Linked DNA regions of Callithrix jacchus: region 2 is linked to region 1. The links are chromatin contacts, called in public Hi-C maps. All regions are on one chromosome and are shown on one strand. Each heading gives the region's core, a stretch centred on a gene start, on an enhancer-like site or on the middle of the called end of the contact. The rest is flanking DNA. Distances are from core to core; before and after follow the strand shown. Region 1 holds the start of REV3L (REV3 like, DNA directed polymerase zeta catalytic subunit). Region 2 has its middle 54 kb from the start of TRAF3IP2.

Region 1 (6,184 bases), core at 2,537-5,036:
CGTAACTCAGTTGAAGAAACTTTAAGTGATTACCTTAGAAATCAACATCCTCAGTTGGCAAGGGAGTAAATCAGTCAGAGTTTACCACTCAATAAATATCTCACCTTTAAAAAAAAAAAAAAAAAGACAGGGTCTTGCTGCCCAGGCTGGAGTGCGGTGGCGTGATCTTGGTTCACTGTAGCCTCAACCTTCTGGGCTCAAGCAATTCTCCTGTCTAAGCTTCCCAAACAGTTAGTATTACAGGTGCACACCACCACACCAAGCCAATTTTTTTTTTTTTTTTTGGAGAGACTATGTTGCCCAGGCTGGTCTCCAACTCCTAGGTTCAAGTGATCCTCCTGCCTCCACCTTCCAAAGTTTTGGGATTAGAGGTGTGAGTCAGGACACCTAGCCCCGATTACCTTCTTTTTAAAAATACCTTTTCAAATTTCACCAACTCAAGATATGGGAGTTTTTAAACACAAAACACTTTATTTCTTAAATTACTCAAAATATGTCCTCAAAACACAGAACAATCAAAAGTCAACCAGACTGTTTTCTAAAGCAGAAAAATACCTTTTCATGCAATAAAGAAAAACTGAACTAGTAAAAGGTATTAATCCAATCTGTTCAGAATTTATAATTCTCAAATGGCCACTTTATTTGAGAAAAAATACCTTTGGGTGTTATTTTTCAGGATCTCATTTGTAAGGCAAACTCAATTTTAAAACATTTTCTCTCCAAACCAAGGTAAAGAATTAAGAACCTCCCAAATTAATTTCTATATATGAAAGAAATATGCTTTATGTAGCATAGGCTTATCATGTTACACATTTTTATTACCTTATTTTACTTGTTAGTAAAGATATAAACTATGATATGAGGATATAATATAAACGTTTATATCTTTGTACATTATGTTTATATCTTTACTTTCAAACAAATCTGTCTTCATTAAAAATTCTAGCATTCAGAGTTTTACTAAGCCAGACTGGCCTCTCTTTTATATTAGCGATTTTCAAGTTATATTTTACTGAACTAGTTTTCTTTGGGTGATAACTCAAAAGCAGATAACTCTGCAGTTTTTGATTATGTTCAATTAATACTAATCTCACTGGGAGTTTCTGACATGCTAAAAATGCTGGCTTGATTTATGAAAAGTGTAAACTCTAAATGTATGCCAATGACTTCAAATTTTTTTCTCTTGCTGAAACAAACATTTTTGTTGGAAACTGTGATACAGCAAATTCAATTTGATAATCCTTAACAATTTAAAATTTGAGTTTCTGTGTACCAAGTTTTATGACTTTCAATGTAGTACAAGAAGTGTTACTTTTTAATTCATTTAAAATATAAATTTCAAAGCATATACAAAAAAAAATGGGGTTTTTTAGTCTTTGGTTTTTTGTTGTTGTTGTTGTTTGTTTGTCTGTTTAAGGGGCTGGCCATCTATTGTGAGACATCCATGAAGGATAAAATAGGAAAAATATGTCTTTTTAAAAATATTCAGAAAAACATAAGTATATATTCTTAATTTTTTAAGGAATATTTTTCTCACGTAATTACAGTTAGCTTATGGTGCAATTCATTTATTTCCACAAATGAAACTTTCCTATAAAACAGAGCTTGAATATCGCTTAGGGAAACATATTTAATGACTTGTGTGGAGGAGAAAAAATTATGTGTGGAAAACTAACTCAAACCATACAAGCTGTAATACACAGAAATGCCACAGTATATCCTATTAGCATGTCACTTTATGATTCGGAAATCTGGCTGAACAGAGCCATATCAACTTTACTATCTTATCCTTCCCCTGCATCTAAAGTGAGAACAAACAGTGCATTACACTGAAATTCCAATTAGAAACAAAGACAGCACCACTATATTTAAAAGGGCAGAAAAACCTATCTTTTAGAACACTTCACCACCTCGATTTCCCTGCCTCCAAAGTTTTCAGTGTTACACTTTCAACATGCTGAAAGCACTCAAATTCTCCATCTTTCAAGGTTCAATATCAAAATCGCATTCACTAGTTTAAAAAGGAATATGCTACCAAATCTCACGACATTGACATTTTAACAAAGAGAATTCACATTATAAGATAACTGCTTAGAATGAGGGCTTGTGTTTGGGAAAGCGCTATTATCTTGGTAGTCCACAGAAACTGACTGTAGTAGTAAGATGAATGGTGATGAGGGCAAGGAGCATCAAGTGGGAAATGCTATCTAAAATCCCACAGGGCAATTCATAGCTAGAGGGAAGAGCATCCTTTCCTAGGACGCAGCTCCATTATTTCATGGAAGCAGTTCAAAGCATGCATAAACGCAAAACCATTTTAAAAGACCTAGTAAATGTGGCCTCTATCTTTATTACATTATCAAAAACCCCAAGAGTTTTTGAGTATGTATCTTCTGTCACTGCTGTCTCCCCACCTCACCCCTTCTTCAACATAGTTGTGTTTAAAAACATACACCTGTACTTAAAACGCAATCCTACAGTCCAGCCTAGAAGCATTTCAAAATGTCTGTGCTGCCGAGTCTGGCTGTGGTTCCTAATAAATTCACCCCATTAAGTGTGATGTTTTACGTTAGGCAATATAATCACGCATTTCCTACTTCCATGGATGCACATTTCCTGAAAGCATTGCACCCGAGGATGCTGCCCTGTCCCCAGACGCTCAGGCACTAAACTAAGGAGTCACGACCTGCTCTCACAGCAGAGCCACACGGTCACCCCAATGAGAAAGATTATCTGGCCCCAGGCGCCACTCTGTTCCGCCCAATGCATCTCCAGAAGGGGCAGAGGAGAGCGAGGGTGAGAAGAGGCCAAGAAGAGCAACTGACAAGGCTGACACTTCCCCTTTTCCTCTCCAAACCGCTTCCAGAAAGCCACACTTGGGAGACGCAGGGGATGTCCCGGGTCCCGCTAGCGACCGACCTCAGAGCGGGCCCTACGAACCCGCCCACCGAAGGACATGGCGCGGCCACCTGGCCAGTCCTCCGAGGCGCTCGCTGCATTCGTTCCCCCGGCCCGCGCCTCGAAGTGCGGCTACCGCTCCCGGCCGCCGCACGCAGTGTAAACACTCGGCGCCCGCTGCCTCCCTACCCGGTGGTGGGGGCGACGCGCTGCGCTCGCGCGGACCCACATTTTTGCGCCTCTTGTCACGCATGGGAGGAAAGGCGACGAGGGCGGAGGGGAGGGAAGACGCGGTAGCGATCCACTGAGACGGCCGGCGGCGTGCGCGCGAGTGCGCGGCGGGGAGGGCGGCCCAGCGCCCCGCCGACTCCGGCTCCCGCTCCCACCCCGCGCCCGCTTACCTGCCGGGGTCGCTCCGAAGACTCGCACCACCGGCACCTTCTTGACAGGGGTCTGGGTGAGGGGGGATTGGCAAGTATCCAGCCCCTGCAGCGGGCTGGCCATGTAGTAGTCTGCAGTCACTATCCTCACTGAAAACATGTTCGCCGCCGCCGCCACTGTCTCCCTTCACTGGCGACCCGGCAGCGGCAGCAGCGGCGGCGGCGGCTCCCTCCGCAGCGGCCGACCCACACCGGCGACGACGCCCCCTCCCCTTCTCGGCTCGGCCCCCTCCCCTCACACACACACACACCGCGAGGAGCGGCGGCGGGCGGGGCGGTGTAGGCGCTGCTGCCGCTGCCTCTTCAGGAGCACCCGGCAAGGGACCGCAGGAGAGAAGCCCCGGCGATTTCGTCGGTGCTGGTGCTGCCGCCACTGCCGCCGCCGCCGGGAATCACACAGGCTCCTCGGTCCCAGGCTGCAGCTCTTGTTGCCATGATGATGATGTCACGGACGCAACCACTGGGGGAGGGAAGAGGGGGGTGTGTGTGGCGAAGGGAGGGCTGCAAATAGTGCGGGGGAGGAGGCTCGGCGGGAAAGGGAGCTAGCGGGCGGGCGCCCCGGCGGGACACGGAGGGCGGGGGCCAAGAAAGTGCTTTCTCCCCCGCCCCAGGGCACGCGTCGCGGAAGGCGGCGGGAGCCGGCAGGGCCCGTGCGGGATCGATGACTCGGCCGGCGGGCACGGTCACCTGGGTGAGGGACAGCGGAGCACCGATCTCACGGATGGGCTCCGAGGGGCTTGCGGGAGGGGGGCGCCAGTGTTCGGAAACGTTTTGGCGGCTACGGGGTATTGGCCGGAGCTGCGGTGCTGGCACTCGCCTCGCCGACCGCCATTTCACATCCAGCAGAGAAGGCGCGGGCAGCCGCGGAGACGGTTTTTCACTAGGTAAGAAAGCCCGCCCGCGGGAGGAGGGAGGCGAAGCGCAGATCTCGTGCCGCCGCGGCCTCGCGGGAGGGAAGGGCGGGCGGGCGGGCGACGAAACGGGCGGGGCCGGGCGCACACTCAGCCGGCCCTTCTCAGGTAACGCCGCGGCTTCGCGCGTGTCCCGGGGGCGGTGCGAAGGGCGGGGGCGCGCGGGCGCGGGCGCGGGCTTCGGCCTATAAAAGGGCCGCCCTGGCGCTCCCCCTTCCCGAACGTGCCGCGCGAGCCGTCTTGCCCCCTCCTTTGCGCTGCTGCAGTGTCTGCGCCGGGCCATTTAATGAGATTTATTCACACACGGCTCTTCTCGGCTTTGCCAGCGGGTTGGCAGATCTAGTGCACAGGGATTTCCCATCGCCGTGTTTTTCTCCCGCCCTCTTCCTTCCCCTGGCCCTAATATATCCTTCATTGGTTTCCTTGGCCCAGCTGGCTTCATCCCGGGCACGCGCAAGTACATGTAAGGACTTGTCAGCTCCAGATGACCTCCCTCCTTCCTTGTCCTCTCCTCCCCCAGCGGAATGTAGGATTAACAGCCTTTCAGAAAAAATTTTGACCAAAGGAAAAGGCCCGTGAAAGTCACCGCGTTAGACGTGGCCTCCTCGTGTTATTTACTAAGACGTTATGCAAGGTTTTACTACCTGAAGGCATAAAAGCACCACAGTGGGGAAGGACCGTTTTGAATGAACAACTTTATTCAAAAATCAAAAGGGGTGAAGCGCTGCAGCCAGGGAATTTTTATTTAAATGAATAGTAACATGCAGCTGGCTTGGCTATTAAATTGGAATCAAGGGGTTCCTGTCTGACTTGGCCACTGATATTGGGCATGACCTTGGACAAATAATTTTTTTTCTTTGGGCTCAGTTTCTGCATATGTAAAACGGGAAGATTTCTTGTAAAAACTCACCCTGAAGGGTTTTTTCTCAACAAAAAGATATGAGTTGTTGGAGGCAGAAAGCGTGGGTTCAAGTTCGAAATTTGCCCCTGAATTAGGACCCTTGACACATTTCTGACCCGTCCAAAGTAGAGATTGTTCTTTTACACTTACTTGTTATACAGGTGCATTTTAATGGTTACCAGGTTGCCATGTATTTGAAGTGGTGTGAGAGCTACTCGTTTGGAACCTTTGTGGATTTTCAAATAGGAAAATCAAAAGGCCCAAAGGGACGGGTCACTGGTAAGAATCTGTCTATAAATTCCCTGACATATAAATGCTAATAAGAACTTACGCTTCAAGGGACTTGAGACTGATTACTACAGTAAATTAGCCTCCAGTTTTTAACCTCAGAGCATGATTATAAACATAGGTGGCAAGATTCTGTTCATATGCAGGAAATTAGCTAATAACATTTTTAAGAGGTAAAATCTCTTAAGTTGATTTGAAATTTTAGAAGACTTAAAATATGACTACCATGCTAAAATGTATTTTCTGTAAAATAAATACTTTGTGCACGCCGAATGTCAGATGCACAATATCAGTGATTCTCAATGTTCCATGACACCTAGAATTCTTTAAATGTTAACATTTTTGCTCTTACTGGATTACATTTTTGGGGATGGGGCCTGGGAATCTGTATTGTTTGGCAACACTACCTGCCATCCCCATGATTCTTAAGAAAAATAAAATTGAGAATCCTTGTACTATATTATAATTAAGTATATCCATAATTTTTAAATTATAATATTCCTAACTAGAAAATGGTAAAAGCATCAAATTAACAGATTTGCTGTTTCTCGAAGAGGGTTTCTTTCCCCTTACCTCTTGAATCAACATTATTTAAGAAAAGGCAATTGCAACCCCAAGTCAAATCCTTCTAGAACTCCAAGAATGTTTAGCCTTGAAGAAAAACATTTGGAGCATGAAATTAGGAAAGTTGTGTTTATTACATGTAATTTAGTTTTAAGTTGATGTTCAAATTGAAATTCTGATAA
Region 2 (6,184 bases), core at 2,369-4,868, 62 kb after region 1:
TGTGGGCGGCATTATCATTTGTTGGTTTAATATGCACATTCTGCGGTGCTTTTACATACTTGTCCAACTTTTTACATTCTGTCTTTTAATCTCTGATTGCATTTACATGGTGATTTATGGAGACTTTGAATATTATAATCCAAAGGGTATATGTGGGAAGGAGGAAGTGAGCGGGTTTATTAGGAAAATTCAGCAGTTCCTGCTTCTTTAAAGATTTAACCTTGAAACTGTGTAAATGTGAGCTCAGTGAGGGTCAGAGAAAAGGGACCAGCTGACCCACTTCCTTAGCATTTACTGTATGCTGCCTTGGGTGGTTAATGGTCTTTTCACATATTGATATTATATCACCCCAGCTAGATTTTAAGTAATTAGAGAGCAAGAGCATGTGTTACTCATCTTTGTGCCAAGCATCTTTGTGCCTACTGTGCACACAGTAGGCATTTAATGAGTAGCAGGAGTCTGGTTGCTATGTGTTAGCTGCTAAACTCTCACCTTGCAGCCTTTCTAAGATTAACTTTTGAATGACAGTTGTATTATAGGCATGATGGAACCAGATCTCCCCTTCTCACCCTGTGGTGTCAGGGACTTGTGCCTCCTGTGTCTTTTCAAATAACAATATGCTGGTACCCAAAGTATATGGTACCCAGTTAAGAGTCTTGAATTTCAAAAACCTGAATGTGGAAGGAACCTGTCCACCCACTTTGAAATGCTCCTGTTAAGCTCACCTTAGAGCATCTGAAGTGGACTCAGCAGCCACCTATTAGATCCAATATGAAATGCCCTAAATACTCCCCTTGCTTGGTGCCTGGAGGACCTAGGTCTTAAGCTTCTTCTTTGGACTGAGGGCCTGACAAGGCCTGTGTAGGGCAAGCTGAGCCAAACCCTGGCTTGGATTAGGGGTATCATTCAAGAATGGAATAAGCGAATGGCTTCACCTTAAGGAAACCTCGTAAATGAGACGACAATGATCTTCTTAAACAAAATAGAGAAAACATGATGTAACTTTGTCCAGATGATTAAAGACATTGTTTTTAAAACCAGTCACTTGCTGTGAAAGCTATGACTTTTGAGAGGTGTTTATTACTATGGTACATGATCTGAACCAGTGAACCTGGACATTGCAATGTAGCTGTTTTGATATGACCTGGGTGAAAATTAGATGTAAGGTTGCTTTTACAAACATTACTTTGTGATTTCTTAAAAGCTGAATATTTACTAGTGTTTTTCAGGGTGCTTCAAAATATTAATATTTTCATGACAAAACCACTTTGTCAAAATGTCAGCTGTCATTTCCATCAAGATGCTGGTCCCCTAACCCTTCTTCCCTATTGTCCTCCTAAACTGGCAACTTTTAACCTACCAAGCATTAGAAAAGCAGAAAACTGCTCTAGTTAGAACCACGTATATAAAGTAAGAGGAAGTGTGATCTCGGTGAGGTCTGTTAGTTGTGTTAGGAGTAGGAGTGGAGAGGTTTAGTGCCTAAGCCTTGGGATACTATTTTGGCTGGGAGGATTATCCCATGAAGCCCTTTTCACCACTGACACTGCAGGTAGAATTAGTTCTTCAGGCAGGCATGTTTTTCTTCTTAGGGTCAAAGGTAAGGTGACGTGTAAAGGGGCAGCCGGGGCATCATCAGGAGGCTGGGTCTCAATGGAAGGGGTTGGGTTGGGGGGGGTGCCAGGCATCTGGTCGGAAGGAAGTAGGAACATAGGCAGAAGCAGAGGAGGGCTCTTACTGCTGCTGAGCAGAGGCCTCTGCTTGACCGTGGCCCTCAGCCTGCTGGCCCTGGCTGGAATATTTATCCTCAGGTCAGTGGTTTTACTACAGCCTTGTTTGGAAACCATCTGTGTTCTAGGAGCCCATGGAGAACGGGCATCTTGTTTGGAAAATCGATTTGAGGCAGGGCACAGTGGCTCGCGCCTGTAATCCCAGCACTTTGGGAGGCCGAGGTGGGTGAGAGGACAGGAGTTCAGTTCACCTGGGTAACACAGTGAAACCCCCATCCCTACAAAAATACAAAAATTAGCCGGGCATGATGGCACATGCCTGTAATCCCAACTACTTAGGAGGCTGAGGTGGGAGAATCGCTTGAACCTGGGAGGCAGAGGTTGCAGTGAGCCAAAATTGTGCCACTGCACTCTAGCCTGGGTGACAGCTAGACTCCATCTCAAAAAAAAAAAAGAAAAAAGAAAATCAATTTGAAGCTAAAGTGGTGGACTTTTTAGTTACAAATGAGAGCAATGAAAACATAGCTATTGAACTTCATTGTTATTTTGGCCTCATAAAAATTAAAAGTAAACTTTTAACTCCAGAGAGTTTTCCCAAAATCTCCACATTTTGTGTACATTTCAGACATGAGACTCTACCACCCCAGAACCCGTTTGAGAGGAATTTAAAGCTCAGGAAAGTAGCAGCTCTCTTCAAGTTTCTGAGTAACTGAACTTTGTAGATAACAACAGATTGGAAAATAGAATCAGTTAATCCCTGAACTCAAGGAACCCTTGGCCCATAGCCCAGACAATACAGAATGCTGAAAATTGGTCTGGTCCCAGCCTCACATAAACCTGCTGTTTCTCCTCTCCTGGGAAGAATGGAGCTTTTCAGCACCACCCAGTGTGAGACCCGGCCTCCCCGTTACGCCTCGATGAAGGCAAGAACAAGCAGCTTGCAGTGGAGGGCATCGCCTGGAAGGTGGCAAAGGCCAGGCAGGTACCTACGGCCCAGCTGCTGCTCAGCGATGAGGCTCGCAGCCAAGTCTAGTGCCAGCCTTTTCAAAAGCAGCCCTTTTGATAACACTGATTACATTTCCCTCACCAGAGCCTTGGGCTAATTGAGCAACAGCCAACTTCTCTAGGTAACAAAGAGGAGGGGAAAGTAATCCAAACACAGGTTTTATTATAAAAACCAGGGAGTGAGAGAAGTATGTTTATTCTGTAAGATAACGCACCTGCTCGGTGCCCGGGAGGCTCATTTCCATCAGTTGCCATGGCAAACTCGTTATACTTCAAGGCCATGTGGCTTTGTTTCCTTTTGAGATCTGGTCCTTGTCCTACCTTTTCTAACAACTCCAAACACAATGACATGGAAGCCTGCGACAGCATAATTGATTTCTCCTTCCCTCTATCAACAGTTCACATTTGTTCGGCACAGGACTGAGTCTGTCTTCTCCTTTGAACTCCTTGCTAAGCATGAAGGCATGCTTCAGAGAGCCATCCTCATTAACATTCCAGGTCCCTCTTCCCTGTCAGCAATAAACAAGCCCTGCATCAATGGCCTCCTGCCTTCCACTTTTACAAATGAGTGGCTCAGTTCCATGTTTTGCTGCTGATCCAGGTGCCCAGGCGCATACAACGTGAGGCTAAGCAGCACGAGGGAGGGACTAAAAATAGAACAGCAGTTTTGGATGCATACCAGAGCAGCTACTTCATCTCAACTTGCTTTGCACACTAAGCCTAATGGGATCCATCAGGCATGAGTTCTCTCGCGCTCACTCCCTCCCTCTCCCCTCTCTCCCCAGCTGCCGATTTCCATCAGCGCCTTCCTGGTGAAGGGAGCAAAGGGAGGTCAGGCAAGGGACAAGAAATGTGTGCCCTTATGGTTTTCGTTTACAAGCCCTGGGAGATCTGAGGGCTGCAGTTACTCCTTCCATAAGAGAGTTTCTAGAAAAAAGCAGGCAGGCTCAGAATACGGTCACCTCTGCCCAGGTACACTTTGGTCCAAGACTTTCATTGTTTAGCAAAGGCTCAAATACCACCCAATACCTATAACCTGGACCTTTGCTTCTATGTTCCTTGAAAAGTTAGGTAGAAAACTAAAGTACACTGAGTGTTCTCTTACAGATCCCACCTGCTTGCTTGACAAGACTAAGAATTTGGGGCAAATGCACAGCGAGGTGGAAACATGTGACTGGTCAGAGTCTGCAAAAGCCACCCAACTGCCACCAAGTACCCTATCTGAAAATGGTCCTTTCTGAAAGCATTTTCCAATAGAAAATGGAAGAAGCCAAATGCAGATAGGAACATGCTATCCAGCCGGGCACAAGACCTCCCAGCATGCCAGCTGTGTTGACTGAGCGAGGCTCCTTTGTGTGCTGACGTGCCTCGTGCAGCCTCCGCCCACCCAAAGACAAGCTAGCATGACCATACATTTCTCATGTCTCCATCCAAAAGGTAATTTAGAGGTTCCAAACAACTCCATCCAAAAGGTAATTTAGTATTATTCCAAGAAGTGCCATTATTGTGGAATCAGAATTGTGACAGGAAGGGCTGGGCACAGTGGCTCATACCTGTAATCCCAGCACTTTAGGAGGCTGAGGCAGGCGGATCACTTGAGGTTAGGAGTCAGGAGTTTGAGAACAGCCGGCCAACATGGTGAAATGCTGTTTATATTAAAAATACGAAAATTAGCTGGGCCTGGTACCAGGCGCAGGTAGTCCTAGCTACTCAGGAGGCTCAGGCAAGAGAATCACTTGAACCTGGGAGGTGGAATCATTTGAGCCTGAGAGGCAGAGGTTGCAGAAAGCTGAGATAGGACCACACTTACTCCAGCCTGGGCGACAGAGCGAGACGGCCTCAAAAAAAAAAAAAAAAAAAGAATGGTGACAGGATGATGAATATCACAGTATTTAAAAACCTTTTTCATTGTTGATGTTTTGGAGATTGGCCAAATACAACTTAAGGAAACTGATCTGGGCCAGGTGTGGTGGCTCACCGCTAAAATCCCAGCATTTTAGGAAACTAAGGCGGGAGGGTTGTTTGAGCGAGGGGGTCAAGACAAGCCTGCGCAACAGAGCGAGACCCTGTCTCTACAATTAAAGAAAAAATTTTTTTTGAGTCAGGGTCTAGCTCTGTCACCCAGGCTGGAGTGGAGTGGTGCTATATCGGCTCACTGCAATCTCCACCTCCCTGGTTCAAGCAATTCTCCTGCCTCAGCCTCCTGAGTAGCTGCATGCACCATCAAGCCTGGCTAATTTTTTTGTATTTTTAGTAGAAATGGGGTTTCACCATGTTGACCGGACTGGTCTTGAATTCCTGACCTCAGGCAATCTGCCCATCTCGGCTTCCCAACGTGCTGGGATTACAGGCTTGAGCCACCAAACCTGGTCAAAATTTTTTAAAAAATAAACTGGGCATCGTGGCATAAGCCTTTAGTCCTGGCTACTCAGGAGGCTGAGGTGCGGGGATCACTTGAGCCCGGGAGGTTGAGGCTTCAGTAAGCCATGATCATGCCACTGCACTCCTGGGTGACAGAGCAATAAGTCAATCTGACTAATAGCAGATTGTGTCTGTATCAGGCAAGTGTCAAGACTTTTTACATTGTGCCTCAGTTTCATATAATAAGATAAATATGCCAAACCACTTCAAGAAAAGTCGTATTTCACATAATCATAGCAATAATTAATTCCCCAAAGAATTTCTCACAGAACAAGTTGCAACATGATCAGTTAATCCTCCAGTCACTAGAGGATGGTGGTACTTCTTCCCTCAGAGAGAGGGAAGTATCTCCTCAGGGAGGAGACACTGGGTCGTTTGTTGAACACATCTACTGTCCAAAACCAGAAAGCTTTCTAGATTCATCAAATAAATGTATGCAGTCTGGAAATCAGAACATCCACATTCTAGCCCTAGGATGAACTTAGGTAAGCCACAGCTGCTCTGTGCCCTGCTTTCCACGTGTATAAAATAAAGCTACAGGGATAATTTCTATGGTCTCTTTTTAGATGGAAAGTTCCAAGCTGGGCGTGGTGGCTCAAACCTGTAATCCCAGCACTTTGGGAGGCCAAGGCGGGTGGATCATGAGGTCAAGAAATCGAGACCATCCTGGTCAACATGGTGAAACCCCATCTCTACTGAAAACACAAAAAATTAGCTGGGCATGGTGGCGTGTGCCTGTAATCCCAGCTACTCAGGAGGCTGAGGCAGGAGAATTGCCTGAACCCAGGAGGCGGAGGTTGCAGTGAGCCGAGATCGCACCATTGCACTCCAGCCTGGGTAACAAGAGCGAAACTCCGTCTCAACAACAACAAAAAAAAGAAAGTTCCATAACAGAAATAAATGATCTGAGAATTTAATTGATTTTGGTGCTTTCTTTCTTTTCTTTTTGGTTGTTGTTATTTGGTTTGTAGGCCAAACTAGAGCTATTTATCTTGAAAAATAGTGCATACTTTTCTGAGATGAGAGGCGTT

The links. A called contact is a pair of places that touch in the nucleus more often than the background predicts.
Region 2: a contact with region 1 is called in a Hi-C map of skeletal muscle, with 4 times the contacts expected there. The contact joins the enhancer-like site here to the promoter of REV3L in region 1. A contact is called at or near these places in 2 of 3 Hi-C or Micro-C datasets (both in skeletal muscle).

What each region holds. Positions count from the first base shown.
Region 1 is chr4:117,739,018-117,745,201 of calJac240_pri, forward strand. REV3L (REV3 like, DNA directed polymerase zeta catalytic subunit) reads right to left here and starts at 3,787. Exons shown (of 33, transcript XR_013534486.1): 1 at 3,300-3,787.
Region 2 is chr4:117,801,258-117,807,441 of calJac240_pri, forward strand. No RefSeq gene overlaps it. Among named protein-coding and RNA genes, the nearest start is that of TRAF3IP2, 54 kb to the right of the region's middle. Within about 2 kb of position 3,619, at least 10 of the 16 cell types and tissues checked have an H3K27ac peak or open chromatin away from gene starts, as enhancers often do. A contact at or near this core is called in skeletal muscle, where this site is marked.